Regions from separate parts of the Oryctolagus cuniculus genome. Here region 1 is linked to region 2. Evidence: chromatin contacts called from public Hi-C data. All regions are on one chromosome and are shown on one strand. The core of a region is the stretch at or near the end of the contact, and the rest is flanking DNA. Distances in the headings are between cores, read along the strand shown.

Region 1 (6,228 bases), core at 3,343-5,842, 230 kb after region 2:
GAACCACACCTGAGAAGCTACCTAGATGAAGCCAACTCATAAAGTTGCTTAAGAGTCTCCACCCCAGTTGATAGTCCACATTGCATCCAAGGGAGGTGAACCAAGCCAGTGTCACGACTTCCAGTGGGATAAGGCAGTGCTGATATGCATAACAGACGCATTCATCCGCGTTGTTTCAATGCAGCACTTTCTTGGATGGAAGCATGGGAAATGACACACGAGCGCGCACTCACGCCTCTTGTTAGCTCTTGGGTCACTGCTGGCCGCCTACTCTCTTCCTTGCCCAGTTACTCTTTGGGACTTGAGCCCTTGTTGGATCTTGGATGAAAATCCGCAAGCTCTGAGAACCCAAAGAGAAGAAAATTTGACCTGTGGCCCTTTAGACAGCTGATTAGAAAAAGAAAAAAAGCAAAGACCATTCACATAGTGGTATCATTCACCCTGTTACTGCACAGATAATCGTACTGCTGTTTTTATGGTGCTACCACAGTACTTGTTTAGGACACATTTGATTAGTTTGCTCGTGAGTTAAATGAATTTGTCAGGTGTTTGTGGTGTTTTTTTTTTTTTTTTTTTTTTTTGGACAGGCAGAGTGGATAGTGAGAGAGACAGAGAGAAAGGTCTTCCTTTGCTGTTGGTTCACCCTCCAATGGCCACTGTGGCCGGTGCACCTTGCCTATCCAAAGGCAGGGTGCCAGGTGCTTCTCCTGGTCTCCCATGGGGTGCAGGGTCCAAGCACTTGGGCCATCCTCCACTGTACTCCCTGGCCACAGCAGAGAGCTGGCCTGGAAGAGGGGCAACCGGGACAGAATCCGGCGCCCTGACCAGGACTAGAACCCGGTGTGCCGGCGCCGCAAGGCGGAGGATTAGCTTACTGAGCCGTGGCGCCGGCCTAATTTGTCAGTTCTTTGGGAATTACTTAAACTTAAAATAAGCTCAATAGATACTAACAAATTAAGCCTTTTAATCCATAGCAGTTCTTTTGTTTTATTCATTGAACATCAATAAAATAGAAAGCTGATGCAAGAATTTCAGTAAAGTTAATTCTAAATAAAGAGGAGATATTCTAGTTTGATCAGTATTTCAGTTGGGAACTATGGCAAAATTAATTTTCCTTAGACCACTGATTAGCAAGTAATTTATATTAAGGAAAATCAACACATTTCCATATTATCTATAAGTACTCCCACTTTATTATAGCAGATGTTTTTTATTTTATATATTTAGTTAATATTTTCTTCATGTGGCTTGATTTTTACTTGGAGCGCTGCTTTTACTTCAGTGTAAGGGCTTTCCACTCACTACAGAGCTTCTGCAGCTGTAGTTCATATTTAATCACATCAGTGTACCGTAGTCATAGTCCATAAACTGTCTTCCTAACGTGAAAAAGGCAGACTGGTGTACTTCTTTGCCAGTTTAGGCATCATTGCAGTGAAATCTTCAAACCATAATAGCTTAACTCCTTGCAATAAATTCACAAGAATAATTAGACATGTGTTTATATTTTAAACTCTTAAAATATGAAAGTAGTACACAGCTATTCTAAATTAACATAGCATAGCAGTTTTAAAGTTAAAAATATTTTTGCCAGACCTCAGTTCCTCTTCCCATAGTCATGGTGAACCTGTAAGCAAATGTTGAGGAGGAAAAATGTGGTTATGATGAGTGGAGTGCAATGGAAGAGATGACTGTGAACTACGGAGTTAATAAAATAGAGTTCTGGGGTAGTAGCGTGAATTTAAAAATGCTATACAACTGTTCCTTCTCTGGACAAGATGTAGGGGTGTTGCTTTAATTTAGTACCGGGTTTGACAAAGTACAGTCTCCGGTGTCAGTGATGTTGAGTGAGGTCCATGCCCCTGGACACTGATCTAGAGGTGGCTGGAGGTGACAGGCCCCAGCTTTCTGGAGTGTACAGTCACTGAAGAGTCCTTGGAGATAAGAGAGGACTTGTATATTCCAGGCCCTGGATGTACAACTAGTGGATGAAAGCCGGGCAGATAAATTGAGACGGTTTCTAGCTTGTGTCGCTGTGACCTGAGTCTTCGAGATTTGATTTCATCTTCTAGATCCATAGGCAGAAATCAATATGTGGTCTCTGCTTTGTCTGGAAATTGCAGCTTGGCAAAGAGGTGGAGGCCAGTGCCTAAGACTGCTCTTTACAAATGGTTAACTTCTTCCCTGAGCCCATAAAAGAAGGAAAGGGTGTTCTTGCATTTGGCTGTTGTTTTTTTGTTTTTTTTTTTTTTGTTTTTTTTTTTTTTGACAGGCAGAGTGGACAGTGAGAGAGAGAGAGACAGAGAGAAAGGTCTTCCTTTGCCGTTGGTTCACCCTCCAATGGCCGCCGCGGCCGGCGCGCTGCGGCTGGCGCACCGCGCTGATCCGATGGCAGGAGCCAGGAGCCAGGTGCTTTTCCTGGTCTCCCATGGGGTGCAGGGCCCAAGCACCTGGGCCATCCTCCACTGCACTCCCTGGCCACAGCAGAGAGCTGGCCTGGAAGAGGGGCAGCCGGGACAGAATCCGGCGCCCCAACCGGGACTAGAACCCGGTGTGCCGGCGCCGCTAGGCGGAGGATTAGCCTAGTGAGCCGCGGCGCCGGCCCTTGTTTTGTTTTTGATTCTTTGGCTCCATGTGTGTTTGCTTCCTTGATTACTCTGGCCTGTTTATATATCTAGGTGACCTTAGCATTGTGCCTGCCAGCCCTGTCTCTATCCCCACTCTGAAGAGACGGTTGGCCTGGCGTGGACGTTGGATCTTTGGAGATGTCACTATCAGCCCTAGTTGCATTGGCTGCCGTCAGGCCAGTCCATAGCCTCCCTAATAAAAACAATAGGCAAACTAAGTGATCTTGTAGTAAGTCACAGACAGTTGTCCAACAAAAGGTCTGCTCACAGGGGCTACTTAATCCTCACTGTCTCTGCATTTGTTTCCGTTTTGAGAAAGTGGGTAACTAGACTTCCTTCCGTGATTCTATTCGGTGTGTGCATGGGAAGAAGTGGAGGCCTCACGAGATGATGGAATGAAAACCAGGAGACCCATGTTCCCCCTCTATTTCCAGACATACCTTAGGGCTTGTAGCCTGCATGAAAGATGAATTCCACACAGAGAAGCCTAAGGAAGTTGTTTCAATTCATTAAAAAAAAATTATTAGGGAGGGAGAGAGGAGTCTCTCCCATCCGCATCTTCCCAAATGTCTACAGCAGTAAGATCTGGGCTGGGGCTGTAGCCAGGAGCTGGGAACTAGATCCAGGTCTCCCACCTGAGTGGCAGGGACCTCGCCATTGAGCCCTTACTGCTGCCTCCCGGGGTCTACATTAGCAGGAAGCTGGAGTTAGGAGCCGGAGCTGGGTGTTTAACACAGGCGCTTCAGTGTGGAATGCAGGCATCTGAACCAGTGTTTATTCTCACAGTTAAAACACTGGCCCCTTTCAAAAGATCTATCTCATTAGATAAGAGGGTATCTAAAATGTGGCACCTTGAATGCCAGTTATTAGATCTTCAGATGATGCTGTCATTCAGTTTTTCAGGCATTTTTTACAGTTTATCTTTCTAGTTATCTTTGTCATTGATAAATCTATTGTGTGCACAAGCCTGTTTTTAAACACATTAGTGTTTTAAAATAAATCTCTTTAATTTGCATAATGAACACACACATTTCCTTTAGTATCTGCCACAAAACCCACACTGAGTTCCTCAGTATACTTTACTAATAGGAATCCGTCAGCTGTGGTGTGTGCACAGAGGCAAGCATTGTGGCTCTCAGGTAGGATTGAGAATGTGATTTTTGCAATCTGTTTTTTTAAAAAATAGCTGATCCTTAGAGATAAGAAAGGGAATTTTGATGCAAAGTTGAGATTTCCTGTGATGAGCTTTTGGCATTGTTACCTGAATACGTACGCAGGCTGACTTTGCAGATAAGCGTGGTGTGTGCAGCTGGTGTTGGAGGGAGAGCCTTAAGGGTTTCAGTCTGGTCGTCCTCATGCCTGTTGCTGTAACTGTGCATATTCTGGCTTGGGACAAACCTTTACATGAAAGCAATCTTGACATTAAAAAAATAAACTTGATAATTTGAAATGCATGAGTCTGCTACCCAGAAACGGGGTGGCATGTAGGAACACTGAGACCGTGGATTTGTGGGATGGAAGTGAAGAAGCAGTGACTCCAGTTGCAGAAACTGCAGGGATTCCAGCCGGCCTTCTTGGGAGTCTATCTGGTACGTCAAGGAAAACAGTGGTTATTAGTGGGTAGTGGCTGTGATGCTGAGGCTAGTTGGAGATCCCAGTCCAGACAGTTCTGCCACTGGGGAGATACTAGATGTACAGAGACCCTAAGAATCACTAAGGCAGGATTCACCTATGCCTGTGATGTTTGCTGTCCATATGCCTGTGGTTACACCATCACAATGCAGCAGATAACACTCAGGTATTTTGTTTGTATGTGCCCAGTCTTGTTTTTTAAAAGAATGTATGATGGCTTTAAAAATCAGTGGGTGAGGGAAGGATTGGGACAGAGGAAAAATAGCAAGAAAGGGACACGTGGAGTGAAACTAAAGATAGCGTGTTCTGTGTCAGGTCTTACAAATACAACGGGAGTGGACCACCAGTTTGGCTCCATACTCCCAGCAGCCAAGACAGAGAAGCGATTCAGTCGGCTGGTAAGTCGGGAAAGCACAAGTCCTCAGCATGCGTGGACAGGTGGGTGAGGCTGTGGGCAGGGCCCTGGTAGCGGGCATGGCTGTCAGTCACTGCTGGAGGCAGAGCAGAGCCATGAGCCTTTGTGGCAAAATAGAATTTGCCTGTGTGTCCCTTTTGTACCAACTGCTGAAGTTTTGCTAATGCTTAAGGGGAATAATCCAGACTAGCAACTTTTTGTTGCTTTTTCCTGTTTCAGAGTAATACTTCAGACTACCTGGATCTGTATATTATGAAAAAATGTAAATGGAGTTCAAGATTTTTTTGTTGAGCACCAAAATAAACTCACACTTAACAATTCCATTTTCCTGTGAACTTTTAAAAATCCGCTGGTAGGCCCGTGAACTCTTCCATGTATGTGACTTTTTCTGGTGTGGAAAGGGCTGTGTTCACTAGATGGCAGCATCAACAGCCTTTTGGAAGTTAACTGCTCATGACAAGAAGGACACTTCATGGAACATGCGGCGTCTCATTCCTGCACTGTCAAAGAGTGTTTTTCCACTTCCTCTTGCCCTTGCATGTGGGCGTTGGGGGAGGTGCTCCCCGCAGCTGCCCCCAGCATCTCTGTGAGGTGCTGGGCTCTGGGGCAGCCAGGAGCGGCCAGCTCCCCAGCCCCTTCTTGTGCTGCTTTTTCTTTGCACCTTCAGACGGGGCAAGAGCCCTTATGAGAGTTGAGGATTGAGGATGCAGCTATGGGATAAGAGTGTCTTGTTAAGGCACAGGCATGCGCTAAGAGAGGATGGTTTTTAGATCCTCAGTGTTCAGATACGGCTTCTAGCATGAACGTGCTGTGATCTTGCAGGAAATGAGCTGGTTTTCCCTAATTGTGTAGAATCTTTCTCCTGTTTCCATCTCTGTGTGTGTATTTTTTTTTTCATCATAATGGCATTCGTTTCACCATGTGTGATTGAATTTTAAGATTTTTTTTAGCATGTGTTTCAAGTAGCACTGGGGAAAAATTCCTCTCTTTTGATTCTCAGTGGCAGTTTCGTATCGGCAGTGTTCTTGGTGCCTGGGAGCAGTGTGCAGCTGTGCTCTGTGCTACAGGTCTGCATCCCTGGTCACTGTTAAATGCCTGGAGTGCTGCTCAGACCGGAGTGCCCAGTAACACGCCCACACACTGCCATGGCAGGGAGCTACTAAGCAGGGCTGAAAGCTGCTGCACTAAAGGCTTGGGTGTCAGTACCAGGGCCTGTGGAATGGAGTGGGTGTGATCTTTGAGTGTTTATATTAATCTGCTTTATAGATTATAAATACCACAGCCTCTGCCTATCACCTTAAACTTCTGTGTGTTTGTACTTATTTATGTATTGTGATTAACACTGTGCAAACACATTTTTACAGAGTAAAAAGTGTACACATTTTATGTTTTCCCCATACTCCTTATTCTGTCTAACCTACACATCCTATCACATCAAGGTAGCCCATTCTCCTCCTCTCTGCTCACTCCTTCTCGTTTCACATAGCTTTCTTGGAAAGTTATGACCATTTCTGTTCTTTTGTTTTTAAATATGTATTTATTTGAAAGAAAGAGTTA
Region 2 (6,287 bases), core at 2,398-4,897:
TTTTTTGACAGGCAGTGTGGACAGTGAGAGAGAGAGACAGAGAGAAAGGTCTTCCTTTTTGCCGTTGGTTCACCCTCCAATGGCCGCCGCGGCTGGTGCGCGGCGGCTAGTGCACCGCGCTGATCCAAAGCTAGAAGCCAGGTGCTTCTCCTGGTCTCCCATGGGGTGCAAGGCCCAAGTACTTGGGCCATCCTCCACTGCACTCCCGGGCCACAGCAGAGAGCTGGCCTGGAAGAGGGGCAAATGAGACAGAATCCGGCGCCCTGAATGGGACTAGAACCCAGGGTGCCGGTGCTGCAGGTGGAGGATTAGCCTATTGAGCCATGGCGCCAGCCCCAATATATATTATATGTAGTATTATATTTATTATATATTATATATTGCCTATGTAATATATATTTATGTATTATCATTTATATATAAGGCAATAACCAACCCTAAAATCTGGTCTGCATGATTTAACAGATAGCATCAGCGAATTCACAAAATTCCTTATCCAAATATACGTGGCACTTGGTTACATCTGTGAAGCCTCACTTCAAGTGAATCTGCCATCTCTAGTTGAGTCTTAAAAATGCTTGGTATCTCATGGACACACAGTCACCTTGGAGAGCTGTCCATACTTGAAAAGTGAAAGGCAGCCCTCTGAGTACACAGTGTATGCTTGTCCTCCTGAGGTTCACAGACTGTCAGACGATGAATGTTTAAATCTCAGAAGACCTCCCTGTGTGAATTGCAAAGTCACCATCATGGAAATACTGATAAATTTTTAAAATCTACCTTTCCAGCTTCGCATAAGGATCAGAAGCTCTGACAACCCTGGGGTCTGTTTCTCCCTCACAGTGCTCGGCTAGAGCCAAGTAGTAGCCCTTGCCTGGGCTGTGTCTGTAATTCACCCCAGTCCTCACCACTCCCTACTGCCTATGTATCCCCTGTAGCATTGCATCCCTGCTCCACCCAAGCTTTTGATAATGAAGCACTGATTTACAGCCCTCCTCTGGCAGAATTCCTCCCACCCCTCCCCCACCACCTGCCCTTTCTCTCTTCAGTTCCTTAAACTCAGTGAGTGACTCTGGTCCCCTGTCTGTTGACATGCCTCTGCCTCGTGGGGTGCAGGCGGAACCCCTGCCCTGCCCGACCCTCGCTACCACACGTATGGGCGCACGTCTGCTGCTGCCGTGAGCTCAAAGCTGCTTCAGGCCCGGGTGATGAGCAGCAGCAACCCAGACCTGGCCGGGACACACTCCGCGGCGGACGAGGAAGTTAAGAACATCATGTCTTCAAAGGTAGGGAGGCCGTCAGACCCTGCAGGTGACCAGGGCTTTTGTTGTGTTTTGTTTCTAGTTGACACACGATAATTGTACACAGTTACGGAGTACAGGGTGACGTTTCAGTCGTCTTATGTATCTTGTGGGCATCAAAGGAGAGAGTGAGCGTATCTGTCACCTCATACATCTGTCATCTCTTAGTAGTGAGAATACTGAGTCCTCTCTTCCCCCTATTTGGAAATTCTCAGTAAAACATTGTTAACTATAGTCAACCTGTACAAGAGAACAGCAGCTCATTCCTCTACCTGTCATTTTGTAAAGGCTGTTTAACTAAAACTGAATTCGTATTTTGTAGAGTGTCTTTCACTTGAAATTTTAGTTATGATAAAATTACCCATTTTAAAGCATATGATCAGTATTTTTTAGAATATTCACAAAGCTACCATGAATTCTTAATCCGAATTTTGCCCCTGTTATCTATGGCCCAGGGTGGCTAAGCTAGTAGAGTAATATCATTTGTGCTTATTCTGATAAATCAAAATCTCCAGGCCTAGTGCATTTTTCCTTTCGCATTCCACCCACGTGAGACAGCGTGGTGTGAGCAAGGGATTCTAGAGAGCAGGGTTAGGGTTTGGGCTTGGTGCTGATGGAGCCGCCAGCCACGTGGGCACCGGCAAGTCATTTACCTGCCCTCAGCCTCACGTCTTCATTTCCTCAGAGCTTCTGGCCTCTGGCTAAACATAAGAACCACCTATGGGTTTTTAAATTTATTTCTTTATTTTATTTAAAAGGCAGAGAGACAGAGACAGATTGACGTGAAGATTTTCCATACACGATTTCAGTCCCCAGATGCCTGCAACACACAGGGCTGGGCCAAGTAAAAGCCAGGAGCCTAGAACTCTATCTGGGTCTCCCATATGGGTGGCAGGGACCCAAGTTCCAAAGCCATCATCTGCTAACACCCAGGGCATGCACGGGCAGGACGCTGGAACTGGGGACAGAGCTGGGGCTCAACCCCAGGCACTCTGAAACGGGATGCAGTCATCAGTGGCATCCTCATAATACACCAATGCCCACCGCACATGGATCTTTGGCAAGCATTGGGTCTGCCTCCAGAGATTCTGCGGTCTGTCTGCAGGCTGAACCGTGTGAAACTCTAGACGTTCTACCCTTCTTGACCTACAAATGTCAACCCAATGACAGGCTGAAGCTGGTCCTGAAAACTGACTGCTCAGTTTGAAGGAATTGCCTGAGTTAGTTGTGAAATAGATGCTACTAAAAAGTAAATTATATAAACTCACAGTTAAATAAGTGATATTAAAAAGTAAATAAAATCTAAATGTAATGTGGTAGCCTGGGCTGTATCCTGCAACAGAAGTAGGATGTTAGTGGTAAAAACAGTAAGGGGGCTGGTACTGTGGCACAGCAGGTTAAAGCCACTGCCTGCAGTGCCGGCATCCCATATGGGTGCTGGTTTGAGTCCTGGCTGCTCCACTTCCGTTCCAGCTCTCTGATATGGCCTGGGAAAGCAGTATAAGATGGCCCAACTTTTTGTGCCCCTGTACCCATGTGGGAGACCCGGAAGAAACTCTTGGCTCCTGGCTCCTGGCTTCGGATCAGCTCAGCTCTGGTCATTGAGGTCATTTGGAGACTGAACCAGTGGAATGGAAGATCTCTCTCTCTCTCTCTCTCTCTCTCTCTCTCTCTCTGCCTCTCTCTGTAACTCTGTCTTTCAAATAAATAAAATAATTCTTAAAAAAAAAGTGATAACCAAAGAGCCTCTGATTTAGTTACAGAATGTACAGATGTGAATATCTTAGTTTTATGTACCATACTCTGTGAGATATGAAAATTAATGGAGATGGGGTAAAGAGTACACAGAACACTCTGTACTACTCTTGCAATTTGTAACCTTCCTTGTTATTTTATGACTTTTTGCTATCAGCCATATCCTTGAGTTCTTTATGTTTATTGTGTCTGCACAATGCTGTGTATCAGCTTTCATGTTTCTTCCAAACTGTGTACATCCATGACATCATGTGTGTAAATACAAATCACCCGTCATGGAAATATGAACAACACAAAAATTGGTAGCTGCCACAGATTGTCCCCTCCCTGGAGAGCTGGCTTGCTAGCACGTTGTGGTATCATGTGCTGATTGCCCAGGGGAGAAGTGACCCGCAGAGACTGCTGACAGTCTGCGTCTTGATGATTTCATTTGAGTGCAGTGAAAGTATTTCTGTGTAGACTTGGTTAGCAACTTCCTAATTAGTCTACGGCAAGGGGAGAAAATGTTGCCCAATCAAAAGAATGAAGTTTAGCCTTTCCTTTCAAAAATGGTTTCTGACACTGTATGAGTGTTGGGGAGACTGAGTACTTTCCACACTGAACCACAGAGAGGCACTGTTCCCACACCGTTTTTATGTTCTCCCACTAAAGCCAGAGACTAGAAAATTGAAAGAACTTCAGCACTGCCTGATTCTTGGGAGCCTTGGAATTGGGCATAACTTTACCTTGCTTTGCTTTGTACAGGGTACTTTTAAATGTTTGTGGGAAAATGGAATGAATGCAAAGACAATGAATATTTTACATTAATTTTTTGAAGCTCCTTGTATTTTGATGACAAAAATTTTGAAATTCATGCAGTTTTCCATAAATTTTTTGAAGACCCTACTATTTATGTATAGCAACTATTTTACCTTTGTTACTTGAGGGGGTGGGAAACAATAGACTAAACATGAATTCCGAGGTTACATTTCAGGGCAATTGGTTCATCCTACTGGGGTACCACTGTCGGCTGACTGCTGAGTCATGGTCTGTGTTTCAGATTGGTGACCGCAACTGCAACCGGATGTCGTACTATTGCTCTGGCAATAATGATGTTCCAAGTTCTCCTGCAGCCCCAAGACCTGCCAGCAAAAAGGTACCACGGAGGGCAGGGTAAAGATGACCACAGAATAGGAAAGGATCCACTTGTGCCCTAGTGCTCTGACTGAAAGTAGACACCATCAAAGTGTTCTCAGGCCCTGCCAGCACACACACACACACACACAGACACATACACACATCACACAAACACATACATCACACACATACCACATCATACACCACACACACATCACACACTACACATGCATCATACACATCACACATGACATACACCGCACATGACACATATGCACATCACATTTCACACAAACACATATCACATAATACACATCACACACTACACAGACATCACACACACACACACACACACACACACATCACAGTTTCATGGCCCTGTCCTTCACCCATTTTTTTGGATCACCTAACTGCCTAACTCTATGATTCTCCAACTTTTCCATGCATGGGAATTAGCCAGAAAGCTTGTGAAACCTTATTGCTGGATCCTACCTCTAGATTTCTGTTCAATATAAGGGTCTTAAAATTCATGGAGAATGAAATTAAAAAATAAGTTCATTTTGGTGTACGAAAGCTTTGAAATCCATGCATACGTGAAGTCTTCAAAAAATTCATGAAAAATGTGTTTCATGAAAAAAATAGGAATGGATTTCAAAAATTTTTTCACCAAAATAAACTTTTAATTCCATTTTTCCATGAACTTCTGAAGTACCTTTGTAGATCTGAACTGGAGCCCAAGAAGTACAAATTGCATATCCGACAAGTTCCCAACTGACGCTGGCCCAGGGCCCACACTTTGGAAGCTACTGTATAAACCTAATTTTTAGTGGAAGGTGAATGTAGACAATGCCTTTGACAAAAGTGAAAGGCCAATAATGAGTCATCATTTATTTCAGTACTATATAATTTAGTATAAAATGCTTTCTGCATTCTCCATAATCTGTATCCCCGTGAGTTTGGAAACTCACTTAAGCTGTAGAAATCCTTAACAACAAAATTCTCCAATCAGAGTGACAGCTGGTGTAATCTAAGGAATGGGGGGAAAAAGCTGTCCGTCCCAAGTTTTCTCCTCTGTTAGGCACCAAGATTCTCTCCTTTATAGTAGTCTTGAGACCCTGATTAGAATGTTAATTGCAAAGATTCCCACAGGAAGCAGCAGCTAACCCTGCAGGGAGATGTTTATGAAGCAGGCAAGGAGGGAATGAGCTTTCTGCAGTCAGCCTCTGGACTGGAGGGAAAGATCCCACCTGGGATGCCATGCCAGGGCCTGGCTCTGTAGACTTTGCTGTAATCCGGGCACCATATGTTGGGAGAGGGAACAGGGGTAATGAATAAAAGGAAAAGTGGAACAAGACCTGGTTAGGCTTAAAGTTGTCACTTACTCTGAAGTTTTACACTGGGCTGTCACAGCCCCTTTGCAGTGACTGGTTACAAGGACCATTCTCCTGCTTAAAATGAGTATTTGCCTGCAGCCTCACTTTCTTATGCCATGTCCTGTTTGATTTTGCAATTACCTTGTTTTGACCTGAAATGACCAGAAGAGAATTGCTTCTTTTCACAGCGAAGTTGAGCCTGTAGGTTTCCATAATAGCTCAGCAAACACAGTTTGCTGCTTGGCTATTTCATATAACCCTCAGAGCAAGGTGTTCTCGTAACAGTGCTGCCCAGTAAGCGGCATAAATTACTTTAAGAAGCAGCTTATCCTGGTCTAATCTCCTCTTGCCAGAAGAGCCTGGCAGTCGGACTGACCTATTTCCAGAGGCTCCCTTGGAAGCTGGTGGAGTGCGTCTCTCGTACCATGGATAACTTGGCGATGCAGCCGAGTTACATCATGTGCACGGACAGACCACCATGCTCACGCCTCCCCCTGATGGCAGAGCGTCAGCCAAGGCCCTCAACAGCAAACCAGCATGCTGATTTCAGTGTGGCTACCCTGACGGAAGGAAATCAATCGACTGTTAGACTGCGGCGCCTATGCCTTCTCCCTTTGTCCCCATGAACCGACCAGCGCTGCACTTAGAACACAGACATCTGCACAGAGTATCCGTCTGTCTCCTTTTAGTTTGGCTAAAATTTGCACATGGGTCAGACGGAGTAAATGGAGCTGCTTGTGTG

What was found. Hi-C and Micro-C count contacts between places; a contact is called where the count stands out from the background.
Region 1: a Hi-C map of an unstated tissue shows a contact between it and region 2, with 4 times the contacts expected there. The contact joins two enhancer-like sites. A contact is called at or near these places in 2 of 6 Hi-C or Micro-C datasets (ear pinna and an unstated tissue).

What each region holds. Positions count from the first base shown.
Region 1 is chr1:162,686,894-162,693,121 of mOryCun1.1, forward strand. All of the region lies in intron 1 of KANK1 (KN motif and ankyrin repeat domains 1), which reads left to right. Among named protein-coding and RNA genes, the nearest start is that of KANK1, 100 kb to the left of the region's middle. Within about 2 kb of position 4,593, at least 1 of the 8 cell types and tissues checked has an H3K27ac peak or open chromatin away from gene starts, as enhancers often do.
Region 2 is chr1:162,458,419-162,464,705 of mOryCun1.1, forward strand. DOCK8 (dedicator of cytokinesis 8) reads left to right here. Exons shown (of 48, transcript XM_008256091.4): 22 at 1,117-1,286; 23 at 4,096-4,191. Among named protein-coding and RNA genes, the nearest start is that of KANK1, 120 kb to the right of the region's middle. Within about 2 kb of position 3,648, at least 3 of the 8 cell types and tissues checked have an H3K27ac peak or open chromatin away from gene starts, as enhancers often do.